Regions from separate parts of the Mus musculus genome. Here region 1 is linked to region 2. A link is a contact called in public promoter capture Hi-C data. All regions are on one chromosome and are shown on one strand. The core of a region is the stretch at or near the end of the contact, and the rest is flanking DNA. Distances in the headings are between cores, read along the strand shown. Region 1 has its middle 18 kb from the start of Lamc3. Region 2 holds the start of Qrfp (pyroglutamylated RFamide peptide).

The links. Promoter capture Hi-C pulls out the DNA fragments that hold promoters and counts their contacts.
Region 1: a promoter capture Hi-C map of liver shows a contact between it and region 2, with 4 times the contacts expected there. The contact joins the enhancer-like site here to the promoter of Qrfp in region 2. A contact is called at or near these places in 12 of 39 promoter capture datasets (the 3T3-L1 cell line, the C10 cell line, embryonic stem cells and 7 more), 2 of 15 datasets of contacts at CTCF or cohesin (the NIH/3T3 cell line and large pre-B cells), 20 of 484 Hi-C or Micro-C datasets (B cells, CD4 T cells, CD8 T cells and 15 more), 4 of 115 datasets of contacts at active chromatin or transcription factors (T-cell acute lymphoblastic leukemia, embryonic stem cells and large pre-B cells) and 2 of 9 other capture datasets (adipose tissue and macrophages).

Annotation. Positions count from the first base shown.
Region 1 is chr2:31,867,610-31,870,309 of GRCm38.p6, forward strand. No RefSeq gene overlaps it. Among named protein-coding and RNA genes, the nearest start is that of Lamc3, 18 kb to the right of the region's middle. Within about 2 kb of position 1,377, at least 14 of the 459 cell types and tissues checked have an H3K27ac peak or open chromatin away from gene starts, as enhancers often do. A contact at or near this core is called in liver, where this site is marked.
Region 2 is chr2:31,809,220-31,811,919 of GRCm38.p6, forward strand. Qrfp (pyroglutamylated RFamide peptide) reads right to left here and starts at 1,361. Exons shown (of 2, transcript NM_183424.4): 1 at 1,188-1,361.

The DNA.
Region 1 (2,700 bases), core at 127-2,626, 58 kb after region 2:
GCCAGAAAGGAATGCCTGTTCTGGCTTTCTCTAACATAGTTCAGAACCCCAAACGAGGAAATAGCACCATCCAGACTGGGTCTGTCCTCCTCAGACAAGCCGCCCACAGACGTTCCCTCACCTGGACAATCCTTCACGGAAGCTCTCGTCCTTGCTGGTTCTAGATCAGTGGGTCTCAGCCTTCCCTCCTAATGTTGAGACCCTTTAATACAGTTCCTCATGTTGTGGTGACCCCCCAACCATAAAGTTATGTTGTTGCTACTTCATAACTGTAATTCTGCTTCTGTTATGAATCGTAATGTAGATAGCTGATATGCAAGATATCTGATATGTGACCCTCCCGAAGGGGTCAGGACCCATGGGCTGAGAACAGCTGTTCTAGAGCTTGTAGGACTGATAATTAAAACCAACTGTCACATGCACTAAACTATGACAGGGCCTCAAGTCATGCTGAGTGAAAGAAGCCAGACTGGGAAGGCTATGTAGCCATTCCTTTAATAGAAGATGCCCAGGGCTGGAGAGATGGCTCAGTGGTTAAGAGCACTGGCTGCTCTTCCAGAGGTCCTGAGTTCAATCCCCAGCAACCACATGGTGGCTCACAACCATCTGTAATGAGATCCGATGCCCTCTTCTGGTGTGTCTGAAGACAGCGACAGTGTACTCTTATACATAAAATAAATAAATCTTTAATAGGAGTCCAAAAGCCTGCAAGCCATGGGGAGAGGTCAGCAGTTTCCAGACACTGAGCGTGGGGGAGGGGCACCAGCTACGTACTCAGTTAAGTCTGTGGGTGCTCAGAAGGCTCCTAATGTCAACGCATCCAGTGTATCGTGTACCACAAAATGACTAGAATGGTGGCTTTATGTCTGTTTTGTCACAATACTAAAGTGATATAGTGTAGCCATAAAGTAGGAAGCATCAGTTCTTATATAACGGAATACTGTGCACAGGCTCATGGGATTCCAGGCTTTGGTGAGGAATCCAGAAATCTGGACTTTTCTGTCTTCTCAAATAACGCTGGTGAGCCAGCCCTGGACACTGCGGAGCAGGATGCCGAGCCAGCTGACCTCAGGGAGGTCAAATCTGAACCGAGCTCATAGGACACAGATAAAATGGGAGTGGAGAGCTAATGGCCTCTTGTAGGAAACTCCCCTTGGGGCCAGGAGCAGCCAACGGCTGGGCTGCCATGAGGGGGTGACTGCAGCCCTGGGAGGGCAGGTCGGAGAACCCCCAATCTCATCTCAGCCCCAGCAAGAAGAAGACAGGAGATCTGTGGATGCCATCAGCAGGTGGTTGGGGACACAGTATAGACCCAGGGAAGAGCGAGCAGCAGAGGAGGAAGCGACACCTCATTTTTAAAACTTTATTAATAATTTACTAGAGCCAGACACTGTAGTAGATAATTCACATGTGTGGACTTTGAATTTAAGGCCCTAGAAAGAGAGAGCAGGAAGACAGGAGGAAGGGAGGGAGGGACGGAGGGAGGGAGGGAGGAAGGGAGGGAGGAAGAGGAAGGACAAGAGAGGGGAGTGATATCTGCTCTGCTCTAACAAGGACTGTGCAGCTCCCATCTGTCTGCATGCTTGGAAGGCAGAGGCAGGAAGATCTCTATCTCCAGGCCAACCTGGGCTACAATAGTGAGACTTCATCTAAAAAAAAAGAAAAAGAAAGGAAGGAAGAAAGAAAGAAAAGGAAAAAAAGAAAAGAAGGAAAAACCCACAAAGGGAAAACCCAAATTGAACAACAGCAAAAGCAAAGGAGAAGGGTCCACCATACCCCCCATTTATTCACACCCTACTCCATTCATTCACACCCTACTTAGTTCACTCAGTCTGCCACAGCTCTCAGGCTGCTCGGTTGGAGCTGTGAGTCTGGGCAAGCGCTTTAATCAGTCAGAGCCTCAGTACTGATGGACATGCTGCTTCCTGTCTCCATGGTGTTGTGAGGTGCAGCCATGTGGATGGCCACTCCTGTGAGGCTGGTAAGTGCTAGTATGTCAGTACACAGTGCACAGAATCAGGCCTAGCACCCACAGGCAGAGCAGAGGGGAAACTGCTGGCTGGTGTGAACCCAGAGCAACACAGGACCTGGCTTACTCAGTGCTCAAACCTGCTCAGTACTTAAATCTGTCACTCAACACACAGCTGCTGCTCAATACAAGTACCCATTCAGCACATAAACCAGGGGAGCACTCACACCTGCTGATGGACACTCACACCTGCTCAGCACTCACACCTGCTCAGCACTCACACCTGCTGATGGATACTCACACCTGCTGATGGGCACTCACACCTGCTGATGGACGCTCACACCTGCTGATGGACGCTCACACCTGCTGATGGACGCTCACACCTGCTGATGGACACTCACGCCTGCTGATGGACACTCACACCTGCTCAGCACTCACACCTGCTCAGCACTCACACCCGCTGTTCTATACACTTTTTTTTTAAGATTTACTTATTTATTTCATATATATGGGTATACTGTTGCTGTTTTCAGCCAAACTAGAAGACAGCATCAGATACCTGTAAGACTCCAGGGAGCCGCCGGGCAGTGGTGGTGCACGCCTTTAATCCCAGCACTTGGGAGGCAGAGGCAGGCAGATTTCTGAGTTCAAGGCCAGCCTGGTCTACAAAGTGAGTTCCAGGACAGCTAGGACTATACAGAGAAATCCTGTCTCAAAAAACAAAAAACAAA
Region 2 (2,700 bases), core at 111-2,610:
GTGCATTTGGGTTCAATTTTCTATTATAATTATTGACTCTTGGGCCGTAGGCAGAGTGAGAAGCTGCCGTGTTTTCAACTTGATAATGAATAGGTCTAGCAGCTCTGCTGGGAAACCCCACTGTCTCCCTAATTCAGGAACAAGTTGCTCTTGGGAGGGGGAAATGGGCCTGGTGGCCCTTGTGTAAGTCAAACTCCTACCTGGGGAGGAGCTAGAGGCAAGGCTGGGGACAGCCAGCACCCACTGAGCTCCCACTGGGCAGGACAGGCTCTGGTGAATGGGTTTCTCTGTACAGTAAGTCTGTCTACAGCAAACGCTGCCCCACCACACAGCTCTGGGCTCTAATGTCAGTGTGGTTTCTCCCTGTGCCAGTCTCTAGGGAAATGATTGCTTCCTGATGATAGCCATCCAGCCCACCAACCCCGGGGCCACCCCCCCTAGGACCTCAGGCACAGAGAGCCTCAGGGTTTGCCCTAGGTCCTACAGCTTTATAAGAAAGAGAGCTGAATTCAAGGTAGCCTCATTACTCTGTGCCCCCATACCTGTCTCATTGTCTCGAGGTCCCCCCCCCCACATCCCTTGGTGGGAACTGTTCCCTTCCCTCACAGAGGATGCTTGTGTTTGCAGTGACCATGGGTGAGCTGAGCCGAGCTGGCTCATCCTCTGAGGAAGCCCCTGAAGCTGGAAGTGGCGGGGGACGGAGGGGGGAGGGGGGGGGACAGGGGGGACGACTTCTTTCCAGAAACAGCTCCCTTGAAAACATTTCAAAGAAGTGAGCGCAGCCAGAAAGCTTCAAAAACAACAACAAAAGCAGCCCTGCTTTCTACCCAAATCCAGCTTGCTAAGCCCCCTAGTCCCCAGGGCCTGGAGTAGCCTCCAGTCTGCTGCTGCTAAAGGGGCTTCCTCAGGCACGGGTGGAGAGGGCAGGGCCCCCCACATGGGACAGACAAGTCTCATTCCCTTCTCCCCATAGAAGGGGAGGACCAGGAATGGTCTTTATCCCCAGAGATTAATACTTCCTGGCTGGCATCTAGGGCCGGCTGGCTCTGGTGGAACTTGAGCTGAGGATGAAGCTGCGGGTCTCCCACACACCCGCCCTTCCTGGTGTGTGGCTCGTGGTGCTGGCTGTACCCGCCTGCACCCAGCTCACCTGGAGAGCCTGGCCTCCCGTCCCTTGCTGTACTCACTGTGCTGAGGGCTGCTCTAAGAAGGGCAGGTGAGTCCCTGGACCCCAGTTGTCAGGCAGAGCTGCTCAGGTCCCGGTCCAGCAGGCATGGCTCTGGGGTTCCCCCGCTTTATAAAGCTCCCTGGAGAGGCGAGCCCCAGCCTGCCTGATTGCTATGCATTCCTAGCCCCAGGATTCCTTTGGGGCTGCTGGTGGTGAAGGAAGGGGCACCGTGGGCCAAAGGACAAAGAGACAACGCAAACAGGATGTGGTCTGATGAAGAGTGGCGGGCGCCACCCTTGCAGCACAGAGAGCATCATCACGGGTCAACCGCGGGCTCAGACACTGGAGGTTCCCGGTGGAGACATGGAGGCCCACTCTTGAGAACCCTGATGGTGGCCCTGCCTTGGTCTCCCTCCAGAGACGGTGGGCTTACAGAGGCAGCATCCTCACTGCTGAGAGGGCTTGGAGGGTCATGGACACCCAGTCCCTTCTGTAGGCAGATGAGGTGTTCTGGTATATGATATACCCCTCCTTAGGAGCCTCGGGAGACATGAAACTGGGCAGGAATTCTTGGTTCTGAGGGGTTCAAGGTTTAGAACTCATGGCTAAGCAGGTCCCTCTCGGGCGACAGCTCCAGCAACACACTCAGTCTGTGACAACAGTGGTATGTTCTGTCTCTCTCACCATGCGGCCTCATGGCTGGTCATACTTTCCAGAGTTGGCTGCCCATCCAGACATAAAGCCACAGGGCCTGCCCTTCTAAATGGCGGAGTATGATCATACCTACCTCCCCAGTGGCTGTCAAGGTGGCTGGGAGATAAGGCATCGAGTTAGCTAGGTGTAGACTTGGCAAAGGTGTAGGGCAGGTAATGAGGCCTTCCTCCCACACTGGCACCCTCAGGAAGGACAGGGTTGTCTGTCACCACCACCCCTAACCACACACCATGACTTCTCTTCCGCTGAGTCCACGGCTGGGTGCTGTTCTTACCGGCCGGCACCACCGCAGTGAGTGTGTGTCTGCAGGGGCTGTAGATACCTCATCTCCATAGCCTCCTCCTTTTACCAGACTCCCTCTGGATGCTGACCACGGGTGCTCTGGCCAAGGTGTGGTCACTGCCCATTCCAGGGCCACTACTCAGTGCAGTTCTTCCGGTGACTAATGACAATGCCCCACCCACACACCCTGGATTCAGCAACTGCATGGTAGGGTGGGACCCTTCCCCTGTGGCCCACTCAGTTCCTCAGTTCACACTGGGCTCCCACCTGCCGTGCTGTGACTATGGGGCTGGGAGGCCAGCTCAGACATTTGCTTTAATCAAACACTTGGCTCTGAGGGCTGGGCAGACTCCCAAAGCGCTTTTCAGGCACACTCCTGGGTTCCTGCCTGCATCTGTCCCTCTGATCCTTGAGCCCCAGTGTCTTCAGCTACTGTCCGCCATGATGGGGGACCTTGCCAGCAGCTGCTGTCCAGGCCAGCGTGGAGTCTGGAGTTGAGGGTGTTTCTGATGTCATCGAGCAGGATGGGCCTTGTC